Regions from separate parts of the Sus scrofa genome. Here region 2 is linked to region 1. A link is a contact called in public HiChIP or PLAC-seq data. All regions are on one chromosome and are shown on one strand. The core of a region is the stretch at or near the end of the contact, and the rest is flanking DNA. Distances in the headings are between cores, read along the strand shown. Region 1 overlaps MRLC2 (myosin regulatory light chain 12B). Region 2 overlaps SMCHD1 (structural maintenance of chromosomes flexible hinge domain-containing protein 1).

Region 1 (6,157 bases), core at 3,387-5,886:
AGGTCTGGCCTTTGTCCTCAGCTCCTGGGTGGTAATCTCTAAGTCCTTAGAGTGTCCGCCTGGTCTATCTGGGGTCTTGGGTCACAGCAGATAGTCTAATGATGTGATTTATCATGGGGGCTTTGGGTCAAGTGTTCCTCAGCTTGGCCTCTGGGGGAAGGGGAGGCTGAAGTCAGCCTAGGAGCAGCGGACAGCATCTACGGGACAGAGTGCCAATAAAAACCACGGCCACGAAGGGCGGAGAGAGGTCCCCAGGCAAGAATACTCCAGGCTCACAGTCACGCCGCACTACCAGGAGTCAACACTGGCCTGGAGAGGCCCACGGGAAACCATGCACCTGGAACTCTCCTGGACTCTGCACCATGTGTCTCTACCCTTGGTTGATTTTAATCTGAATCCTTTGACTGTAATAAACCACAACCACAGTAACAGCTTTCAGAGAGCTGTGTGAGTCCTAGCAAATTACTGAACCTGAGGGTTGTCTTGGGCCACCAAACTTGCAACTGGTGTCAGAAATGAGGGTGGCCTTGGGGACGGCTCTCTAACTCTGCATTTCCATGGTGTGAAAGCAGACGACTGGTGGGGACAAGGCTGAGCGAGACAATCCTGGACATGGGTCTCCAGAACATCCAGTCTTCGACTTTTTTTTTTTTTTGTCTTTTGTCGTTGTTGTTGTTGTTGCTATTTCTTGGGCCACTCCCGCGGCATATGGAGGTTCCCAGGCTAGGGGTTGAATCGGAGCTGTAGCCACCGGCCTACGCCAGAGCCACAGCAACGCAGGATCCGAGCTGCGTCTGCAACCTACACCACAGCTCACGGCAACGCTGGATCGTTAACCCACTGAGCAAGGGCAGGGACCGAACCCGCAACCTCATGGTTCCTAGTCGGATTCGTTAACCACTGCGCCACAACGGGAACTCCCAGTCTTGGACTTTTAACCATTGTTTACTTCTCTCTCTTGAATCTAAACAAATATCCCAGCTTCAAGTTTTGAAAGCTCAGCTCAGGGGTGCAATTTTCAAGTACAGCAGCCTCGGAGTCCTGATTCTAACATTCCAACTCCTTTCCCTCCCCACACACTTGGCCTGAATAAATGTTAATTTTCTTCTTCCTGTAATTTAGGCTGTTATGTGACCTTAGTTATCTTGAACATTAAATCAGAGACAGAATGCGGCCCACTAGCAAGGCACTTGACTCTGCTTTAATTCTTCCTCACATTCCAAAACTGTTGGATTAAAATTCTTTCTCATGCTAAAAATTCTGATTCTACTTCCTCAGGATTCAGTAGGTAGGTATAAACGTAAATCTGAAGGCAAGAATTAGTTCTATCAGTATCAGCAAATTATATTTGTAACAGAGTCATCTAGAAAAACCTCCCAAAGAGAAAACCTTTATTTTTAAAAAATGATCCTTCGATTGTGCCTTGCTAACCCAAAAGTATATTATATTTAAACATTTTTGAAGCTTGGCTGGAGTTCTCCAAGAAGCTGCTGCCAAGATGGGAGTAAACACACATGGATTCAAGGATTTTTATTAGGGGAAGTGCATGTAGGAAAGAATGGGGAGGTTAACTCAGTGAGGCTAGAAAAGCCATTATTATACGGTGAGCAATCTGAGCCCCCAACCAAAACCTTTAACACAGCAGACACAGCTGTGTTATAGGGCAATGTAATAACACCATGATTTCTTTAAAAAAATATTTTTTCTTTGTACTTCATTTAAAACCAGTGTACATTTATATTTGTATATCATACCTATAAAAAGTACACACATGCACACATAAAATATCAACGAAGAATAAAACATTAGCTGAAAACTGAAGCAAAGTTGGAGCAAAACAGTCAATCTGGAGAGAATTCTGGCCCCTGAAGAAACTACCATCCTTTTTCTCCTTACCTTCTGAGATAAATCATCTTGCCTTTTTGCACTTTCTCACTTCCCACTCACCACTGCAAGCGCTTTCATTGCTAAATCCAATCTAAGTCTCCTTGAACCATTCTGCTATATTGGACATCATTTAATCCCACTTTTCTTCAGGCCTCAACAACTCTTGGCCTGGGTGGACTGTAACAATAGAAATGAGCTATCCCAAATGGAAAGAGAGCCCAAGTTTTCCAACCTGGAAGACTCTAAGAAGGGAGACTCTTCTTAGAAACAGCACATTGGAACGACTGACCGAAGTCAAATGCTGTGACTTGGTGTGATTTAATTTGGTGACACCAACCTCCTCCCAGTTCTCCTTCCCTAGGCCTGGCCCTCCTGAACTTTCTCGTGAGGCTTTTCTCTCCGCTCACTTAGACGTTCGCATGCCCAGCCTTCTCCCAGTCCATAACTTACTGAGTTCTCTTCACTCTGTGTTCCTGGGATGATCTCATCCACTCTCCCTGTTCCGACAACACCTATGACTCCCACGTCTGTATCCCCTGGCCCGACCCTTCCCTCGGGCTGTGGCCTCACACATCCAGTAGTGTTTGTGAAAGGCCCTCATTTGGTAGCCCACAGACGCTCAGAATCAACATGTTAGAAACCAAACTCATTCTTTCCCTCCTAAACGTTCTCAACTTTCTATTTTCTGTCAGTTAATGGCACATCACTTACTCACCAAGAAACCCAGGAGTCATCCCCGACTCACCCTTCTCCCCAGGGAACCAAGCCTTGCATTCATCAGATTGGCTCAATTTCCTCTTCCCTCTGCCACCACCCTAAGCTGGGACCTTACCATCCCTGTGTAGAATTTTTCTATCGTCAACTAACCAATTTCCTTGCTTTCTGGTCCCTTCTAAACTACCCTCTATTTTCCAGCCAGAGGTGTATAAAACATAAACATCACCATCTCATTCCCTTTTGAGACATCTTTGGCTCGCCACTGCCGACAGGAGAGAATACAAGCTCTGAAGCCTGGCACACACACCTTTCCTGCTTTAGAATGAGCTTTCAGCCTGATCTCCAGCCATCCTCTGCCTTGTACTTTTCCTTCAGCATCACCAAACAACTTGTATGTGCCCAAGGCACCATATGGTTTCTTAACTCATGTATTTGTTTTCTCTTTTCCCAGCCCCCAAATGCCTGAGGATCAGAGAGAGAGAGAGAAAACTAAAGGTCTACTCAATGTATGGCTACTGCCATCTGTCGAGTGACTCACTGTCAGGCAGTCGGGTGCACTAAATTTAACATGTCTCTGCTTTACACACGAAGGAACTGAATATCAAAGAAGTTAAACAAATTGCCCAAGGTCACCTGGTGGCAGAGCCAGATGAAATTCAACCTCATTTGTTAAAGGTGATTTTTACCTATATAATCTTTACTTCATACAATTCTTCTAGTTAGCAAGTGTACCAGAAAGTAACTTCTTAAACTTTCAATACTACCAATATAATCCAATATTGATTTCTGAGCAGCTACTTTCCTCTGAATTTAATTTCTAGACAAACGGAGTTTCCAAATAAATTCTAACTATGCTGAGGAAACCAATGTACAGACTAAAGTATATAGGGGAATGGGAAGAGAATAAAATATGAATGACACGCTCTGCAACTGTGCAATGTTGCAGCCCTGGTTTGGGTTCATCAAGCGGCAATGTTTCCTATCAGCTATGGTCTTGGTTTGACATGATAGGTAAAGGCTTGAAATCTTTACCAAGCACTGTCAATTCATACCTGACCTATAAATGCTAAAGAAAAAAAGCTCCATGAAACCCTACCCTTAGTTGCAGAAAGTATCCACTTAGAACACAGCATATATGGCAATGAATAAGCCTTTTTTTTTTTTAAATAAGCCTTCACAGCAACAAAAAACTCCAGTTCCTCTTCAAATTTTTTTTATTATTTTTGCAAATTTCTGATATAGAGTGAACTAAAGGTTACATGTACTATGCCCAGAGGTGACAAGAAGGGCAAAGATACAGGATACTGGTATTTAGGTGGCTGTGGCATCAACATACTTAGTTCATAATCTAAGTATCTGCAAAATCACTTGCAATACTGACGTGGAAATCAAAACATGGGCATCATAATCAATAAGCAGAAATTGCTCATGAACTCCATCCAGCCTATATGGCTTTATTGGACGCCTGGGAAAGATGCTCATGGAGCATATCTGTCAGCTGCCTATGAAGTATCTAAGTCCACCAGTCCATACGGCAAGTAAATATGGCTCTCACAGCAGTTAACCTCTAGTTTCAATCTTGGCTGCACCTTAGAGTCACCCTGGAAGTTTTAAAAAAGTGATGTCTAGGTCCTAGTCTAGTACAACTGAAACTGACTGTCTACAGGTGAAGCCCATGATTTGGTATTTTAGAAACATACCAGGTGATTCCAATGTGCAGTGAAGGTTGGGAACCAGAGTTAAGCACTTAGACGGTGGTTCTGAGTTCTTGGCTGACACCTTGTAATAACAGATTACCAAAAGAAAAACAGAAGTTTATCAACATGTATGCCAGGGAAAATCCAGCCCTCAGAGGTGGCTTAGAGTGCTGGCTTAAATATCATCTTCAGCGGAAGCCAAAAGAGGAAAGGTGTGTGAAGGGGAGAGGCACGCTGTGGAATGATACAAACAATATAAACAAGGGTAAGGCTTCTCAGGCAGGTTTAAGTTAGGGCCTGCTAAGAGTCCAAAGTCCTCTGTCCTTCCTGGCAGAGGGGGAAGGAAGGAGACCTTTGCAAAGGTGTGCCCTGCTCTTCGGCACACTGGGAAAGGGCAGAGCTTTTCTTATGCCTGCTTCTTCTCAACTGCCTTCAGCTCAACATGATCTTCGTACCAAAGTGTCATATTTGGGTTGGCATATTCTGCCTTCTTTCTATAACTAATAGGATACTGTGAAAATGACGGCGTGTGACTTTCTGTCATGCTTTCGGATTACTCAATCTGGGGCAGCAGTGGGTCATGAGGGCTATAGCACCCTATGGAGAGGTCTATGTGGCAGGGAACTGGGGCCTCCAGCCAAAGCCAGAACCCACTTGTCAGCCAGGTGAGTCAGTCTTCTTGGAGGCTGATCCTCCTTCAAATGACTGCAACCCCCTGAGACCCTGACCAGAACCACCCAGCTAAGCTGCCCTGAAGTTCCTGACCCTCAGAGCTCTTTACTGTTTTCTTAAGGTGCTAAATGTGAGAATAATCTGTTACAGAGTGACAGAAAACTAATAAAGTCCTTGTGTTTCCTTGCTGTCTTTAACATTTAATAGGCCAATGCCTTTCAGGATTACAGTCAAAGAATTTTTAAAACCTCAAAAAGAGGCCATGGCCAAGTGTGCACTGGATAGGAAAAATTTCTATTCCTGGTTAGCAATTATAATTCCTTCTATTCAACTCCTCTCCAAGTTCTGTGGGCTCCTCTTTTAAGTGCAACAGTCATCCCTTCCTCAACATTCCCATCACCACCACCCCAGTCTTTTAGCTGATTCCCATGCTGATTTGCTAGTTCTTCTTGCTTCCTAGTTGGAGTTTCCTTCAAAGTTTGTCTTGAATGACTGTGCTTTCCTCAAGCGCTGGTTGAAAAACTGCTAGTATGATGTGACCATTCAAAAATGAGGTAACTGGAGGAGGGAGAAGGAGCTGGTTTCCCGAGCAAAGGGATGATAATTCAAGTACAGTACAGATGCCCAGGGGCAGGATGCTCAGAGGGTCCCTTCTGGCAAGGCCGATTTGTGAGCAGAGGCACAAGGTGAAGCCTGGGAGTGGCAACACCAAAAAAAGCAGACAGCAGCTCTTGGCTAAAACCTAAGATCATTTCTTTTTTTTTTTTTTTTTGTCTTTTTGCCATTTCTAGGGCCGCTTCTGCGGCAGATGGAGGTTCCCAGGCTAGGGGTCGAATCGGAGCTGTAGCCTCCGGCCTACGCCAAAGCCACAGCAACGCAGGATCCGAGCCGCGTCTGCAACCTACACCACAGCTCACGGCTACGCCGGATCGTTAACCCACTGAGCAAGGCCAGGGACGGAACCGGCAACCTCATGGTTCCTAGTCGGTTCGTTAACCACTGCGCCACAACGGGAACTCCTAAGATCATTTCTGATTCAAGTCTCATCTTTGCTAAGGACTATTAGAATCTCCAGAAATTTTTCATGAATTCCCATGGTCATTACTGTAGTCAAGACTAGTGTTTGTGCTAATTAGGAAGATCAAATGACTGGATAAGTGAGCAACAATCTGAAAACAGCAATT
Region 2 (6,325 bases), core at 1,389-3,888, 550 kb after region 1:
TGAGCCACGAAGGAACTCTTAAGAGCTTTTTGTGTATGAAAACAACAATGTCAGAGATAATAAATATACTGGTTACAAGTTTAAGCTCTGAGGTCACTCAGCCAGAGTTCAAATCCTAGCTCCAACATGTACTAGCCTCTGGCAAGTTACCCAAAATCTCTTAGCCTCAGTTTCCTCTGCAAAAATAGGGTCATTACCCAATATTAACTAATACATAAGATTAGATTAAATGAGAAAATGCTCATAAAGCACTTGGCACCTGACACTGTAGCTGACAGTAGTAATAATATCAGTAGCAGTCAAGGTAAGGATATACTAAAAGTCACAGGAATATTCAGCCATTTGTAACAAAAGAAGCCCTGAAATAGCCTAAATGTCTAACAGCAGTACACTGTTTAAATAAATTTTTATATAAATACAATATAAGCAAATACATATTAACATATATATAAAAGATGTTCATTTCATTTTAAATTAAAAAGGTTAAAAAAGTACATATCAAATAAAACGATTAAAAAAGAAAAAATACCAAACAATATGAAAAGGTCTGAAATAATAAACACCTAAGTGTTAGTGGCAGCTACATCCAGGTGGTAGAGATAGGGATGTTCTTTATGTTCTTTTTGCTTATCTACATTTTCTAATTTTCTACAAACAATAATGTATACACACACAAAAAAAACTTTAATAAGTAAGTTTATAAAGAACATCGAAATAGTATTAAATGTTTTGGCAGGGTCCAAACAGAAAAGATTCTCTAAATCAATTAGCACACAATCCAAAGGTAGGATAAAAACCGGCAATTAGGAGTTCCTGTCGTGGCACAGTGGTTAACGAATCCGACTAGGAACCATGGAGGTTGCGGGTTCGGTCCCTGGCCTTGCTCAGTGGGTTAAGGATCCGGCGTTGCCATGAGCTGTGGTGTAGGTCAAAGACACGGCTCGGATCCCGCGTTGCTGTGGCTCTGGTGTAGGCTGGCGGCTACAGCTCCGATTGGACCCCTAGCCTGGGAACCTCCATATGCCGCGGGAGTGGCCCGAGAAATGGCAAAAAGACAAAACAAAACAAAACAAAACAAAAAAAACGGCAGTTAGTAAAGGTGGAAGGAAATGACAAAAAACAGAAACTACTTGTTCATGCAGTTCTGCTATACAAATTCCCAAGGTAAAACAAATACTTTCTTAATTGGGAGAGGTCTATGGGAAGCCAGGAAGACTAGATCAGGAGAGTATACAAGAGATGAAAAGATATGTAAGCACCAGTCTCTTGTGAATTGAAAGGAATAAATTCTCATTCTAGGTTAGTTAGTTTATTTATTTATTGTCTTTATGGCCGCACCTGCGGCATATGGAAGTTACCAGGCTAGGGGTCAAATTAGAGCTGCAGCTGCCGGCCTACACCACAGCCACAGCAGTGCCAGATCCGAGCCAAGTCTGCAACCTACACCACAGCTTAGGGCAACACTGGATCCTTAACCCACTGAGCAAGGCCAGGAATTGAACCCACAGCCTCATGGATACTAGTTGAGTTCATTAGTGCTAAGCCACAACGGGAACTCCTAAGTTAGTTTCAAAGGAGAGGTATCTTTACTCTGAAGTAAGATCACCTGAATAGAAAAAGAAATCTACTGTGATGAAGACATGTAGTAAAGAAGCTCACAATGATTGGTCACAGATTTATAGTAAGGTAGAATGAGAGCTTTTTTTTTGGGGGGGGAGAGCACACCCACAGCATGCAGAAGTTCCCAGGGATCAAACCTGTGTCACAGCAGCCATCCAAGCCACTCCAGTGACAATACTGGGTCCACAACCCACTGTGCCACAAGAGAACTCTGAGAGAACGTTTTTATTTTTATTTATTTATTTACTGCCTTTTTAGGGCCATACCCGTGGCACATGGAAGTTCCCTGGCTAGGAGTTGAATAAGAGCTGGAGCTGCCAGCCTACACCACAGTCACAGCAATGCTAGATCCAAGCCACATCTGTGACCTATGCTGCAGCTTGTGGCATTACCTGATCCTTAACCCTCTGAGCGAGGCCAGGGATCAAACCCACATCTTCACGGATGCTAGTCGGGTTTTTTAACTGCTGAGCCACAATACAAACTCCAGAACTTTTTTAAAGTGAAGGAATGGGACACGTGATCAGGAGATAAAGGAGAGTGACAGTTTATTAAAATTAGTAAAAACAGAATACTTACGTAAAGGATTTTGTCCTTCACTTGCATAATATTCATACATGCCACTTTTAACCAATGTGTCATAGTGAGGTAGGAAGTCAATCCGTTCTTTTGTAGCTGTTAGCAGTAACTGATTGACTGTCTGTAGCACGTATAGAGTGACTCCATCCTTAACAGTTTCATCTGTAAGTCAAGAGGTAACATCTTAAATGCTAAGCTAGCATTCAAAGCACAATCAATTTATTATTATTCTTTTGGTCACAACCAAAAGATGAGGCCAAAATTAATTAAATAATTAAATTATACAGGCAAATTCCCAAATAACGAATCAATCTATAAATTCAGTTGTGTTTTGTTATGAATATCAGCAAAACAGGTCCAAATACTTCCACTCATCTGAAATACTCAATTCTTAAAAAGTCAAACTGTCATAGGAAATCAGATGAGGAACTACATTAAAGTGGTATATGAATAAGGAAGAATGATGAAAATCGAAAAGCAATAAGGCACAAAAACTGGCAAGACTTAGAACATAGTTGGTTAAAAAAAAGACAATGGATGTTCAAATTTAGATAAGCAATGAGATCCTGCTATATAACACAGAGAACTATATCTAGTCACTTATGATGGAACATGATGGAAGATAATGTGAGAAAAAGAATGTGTATATATATATATGTGTGTGACTGGGTCACTTTGCTCTACCGTAGACACTGACAGAAAACTATAAACCAACTATAATGAAAAAATCATTAATAAAAATAATAAATGTATATTCAAATTTGGACAGAAATAATTTTATAAATATTTCAATTTTTTTTTAATTCTGTGAAATAAATATTTAGGACTATAACAAAAAAAAAAGAAAAAAAAAGACAATGGAAGAATTCTAGTTAGTCAGGAGAATTAGCTTTTCAAGGGCCCACAAAGAAGGCTTGTGGCTAGATGTTGAGCAAGGTCTCATCTGTAGACATAATGATACCAACTCTTTTTCTGTAATCTTGCTTGAAAAATATGACTTCTGTACAAACTTAGACATATGTAGCCAGTTTCCATCCCCATCCGAAAAAAGTAACCAAAAGCATCAATAGTTTTGTGATGCTTATCTATGTAATAAAATTTACTGCTCTATGATGTACTAGAATATATCAAATATAAAAGCATAAACATAGCATTGCTTACCAAAATTATCACAGGTAATTTCTTTCCTACTTGTTGTTGTAATAACAAATTTCTCTTCAGGTGAAATGGCAAGTGTCTATCCAAAATAAGAGAAATAAAATCAATTATTACACAAAGAAAATAAATGGACTATTCAAGTTTATAAAAATATGAAAATACCGATAAAACAGTGTATCTTAGTACTACAATTAGTGCTACATTTATTTGCATGAAAAGATCAGTCTTAATGTTTTCAAATTTTGCCTTTGTATAATTAAGCACAAATCTATTTATAAATTACCTATTTGCTTAACAAGGTTGATTTTTCTGCTATTATATGTTAGGTCCACACCCACAGCACATGGAGGTTTCCAGGCTCGGAGTCGAATTGGAGCTGTAGCTGCCAGCCTACGCCACAGTCACAGCAACTCAGGATCTGAGCCGCATCCGTGATCTACACCACAGCCCGGAGCAAACAACGGATCCTTAACTCACTGAGCAAGGCCAGGGATCGAATCCACATCCTCACAGATTCTAGTCGGGTTTGTTAACCCATGAAGAGAACTCCTAAGTGAACATTTTCAAAAGGTTTAACAACAGGACCCTCCCAGACAAAAGACTTATTACTTCATGTGAATATATAAGTAAACTTAGTTGGAGCAAAGCATTAACACTTATGTTCATATATATTAAGTACTTAAATATGTAAAAGCAAAAGTACTAGAAGAAAATAGAGATTAATATTTTTTAACACTGAAGAAAGGATAGCTACACTATGCAGGATATTTGCATAAAAACAATCTTTATTACCTATTATGACCCTTTCCAAAAATATAACTTAAAAAAAAAGTAAATTGAAAATTTAACAGGAAACAAAGCATCCTGAGGAGAAAAAAAAAGCCTTCATAAATAAAGATGAAAATCAACAAACATAAATAGGAAAAAGACATGAACAATCAAAGAGAAGACAAAGAGTTCCCACAGTGGCACAACAGGATTGGCTGTGTCTCTGCAGTGCCAGGAGGCAGGTTCGATACCCAGCCTGGTACAGTGAGTCAAAAGCTCTATGTTGCTGCAGCTATGGAGTAGGTCACAACTGAGGCTTGGATCTGATTCCTAGCATGAGAACTCCATATTCTGCAAGGCAGACAAAAATGAAAAGAAAAAAAAAAAAAGACAAAAGAAAATGACTACAAAACCGTAAGAAGCTAAAATTTCACAGCTAACCAAAAAATAAGAATTAGAAAGATGAGTTAACATTTTCATTAAAATTTTACATTATCTTTAAAATTACAAGATGCAAGCTCTTTCCAAAATTAAACAATAGGACAATGCACAGTTAAGAGAAAAGGCTGACCTCTGTTTCAGGTAATGATGGGCCAGTTAACCTAGACCAACCTTAGAAGCAAGATGACTTTAAAAAAAAATCTATATTAATGATACTTAGGTCTTCCATAGTGATACTAAAAATCCTTACTGGTCACTACTGAAACTAAATAAAGCACCAATTCCCTACTCTGAACACTGATAAATTAAAAGAAAAGAATTAGATAGAGCATTTATTATGCTTTTTTGCACCAACTTAAATTCAGAGTAACCATTTATCTCTAATTGATGAGGCAAAGTTGTTCTTTAAAGAATTCCCGAGATATTCCCCCCGCCCCCCCCCCTCCTTGAGCTGCAGCAATGATGACACTGGAGCCTTAATCTGCTGCACCAGAAGGGAACCCCCAGATGTACATTGTTTTAAGTCCTGAATAAGCTCCCCGCCAAAAAAAAAAAAAAAGAATTCCTGCTAATAAATATAGGAGGAATGGCAATCAGAATACCACCATGGGAGTTCCTGTCGTGGCGCAATGGTTAACGAATCCGACTAGGAACCATGAGGTTGTGGGTTCGGTCCCTGCCCTTGCTCAGTGGGTTAACGATCCGGCGTTGCCGTGAGCTGTGGTGTAGGTTGCAGACGCGGCTCAGATCCCGCGTTGCTGTGGCCCTGGCGTAGGCCAGTGGCTACAGTTCCGATTTGACCCCTAGCCTGGGAACCTCCATATGCCGCGGGAGCGGCCCAAAGAAAACAGCAAAAAAGACAAAAAATAAATAAATTAATTAAAAAAAAAAAAAAAGAATACCACCATGAATGACTAAACCATTAAGTCAAAATTTTATTATGGAGGAAGCCAGCGAAACCACCTGAATCCCACTAATCTGATCTTAGAATTGTTAAGCCATACATTACATGCCACCTGATGTGACGTATATATGAAGTACCAACAACACCTATAAAGTATTTTTGCCTCCTCATCCCAAAGCTGAACCTAAATCTTTATTATAAGTTATTAAAAACAGCTTCCAATTTACAGGACACATAGAGTTAGAATAAGCTCAATTACACCATAAAGAAGCACAGACAAAGGTTCCTTGGTCTTTGGGTTAAGGATTCCAGGTCAGTGGGTTAAGGATCTGGTGCTGTCACTGAGGTAGCTCAGGTTGTTAAGGATCTGGCGCTGTCACTGAGGTTGCTCAGGTTGCTGCTGGGGCATGGGTTCAATCCCTGGCCTGGGAACTTCCGCACACCATAGGCAGGGACAAAACTAAACTAAACTAAAACAGGAAGCTATTTAAAAAAAAAAGAAGCAGCAGCAGCACAGACCAATTCAGAATGTGGAAGGTGAGAGACAAACCAACTTGATTTCTTCAACAAGTAGATGTCAAGAAAAACAAAATAGACTGGGGAAGGTATTTTGCAAGAAACAAAAAAAACAAGTTCAATACAAATACCCTGATTTAAACAAATCACGTATTAAAAAAATTTTGAGGCAAAAAAATCTGAATAAAAACTGAACTATTAGTTAACAATTAAAAATGTTAATTTTGATGGTGTGATAATAGAAATGCATGATGTAAAGAGAAGTGAAGTGAACTAAGGCCTGGAATATGCTTCAAGAGGCAAAAATGAAGCTAGTGTGGTAGATACTTGGAAACTGTT

Evidence for each region. HiChIP or PLAC-seq counts read pairs in DNA pulled down with a chosen protein or histone mark.
Region 2: an H3K27ac HiChIP or PLAC-seq map of alveolar macrophages shows a contact between it and region 1. The contact joins two enhancer-like sites. A contact is called at or near these places in 1 of 47 Hi-C or Micro-C datasets (heart right ventricle) and 2 of 2 datasets of contacts at active chromatin or transcription factors (alveolar macrophages and skeletal muscle).

What each region holds. Positions count from the first base shown.
Region 1 is chr6:103,399,110-103,405,266 of Sscrofa11.1, forward strand. The region is part of intron 1 of MRLC2 (myosin regulatory light chain 12B); the gene reads right to left. Among named protein-coding and RNA genes, the nearest start is that of MRLC2, 6.9 kb to the right of the region's middle. Within about 2 kb of position 4,637, at least 15 of the 83 cell types and tissues checked have an H3K27ac peak or open chromatin away from gene starts, as enhancers often do. A contact at or near this core is called in alveolar macrophages, where this site is marked.
Region 2 is chr6:103,948,518-103,954,842 of Sscrofa11.1, forward strand. SMCHD1 (structural maintenance of chromosomes flexible hinge domain-containing protein 1) reads right to left here. Exons shown (of 48, transcript XM_021096138.1): 2 at 3,361-3,436; 3 at 2,200-2,361. The coding sequence starts at 2,239. Among named protein-coding and RNA genes, the nearest start is that of SMCHD1, 34 kb to the right of the region's middle. Within about 2 kb of position 2,639, at least 1 of the 83 cell types and tissues checked has an H3K27ac peak or open chromatin away from gene starts, as enhancers often do. A contact at or near this core is called in alveolar macrophages, where this site is marked.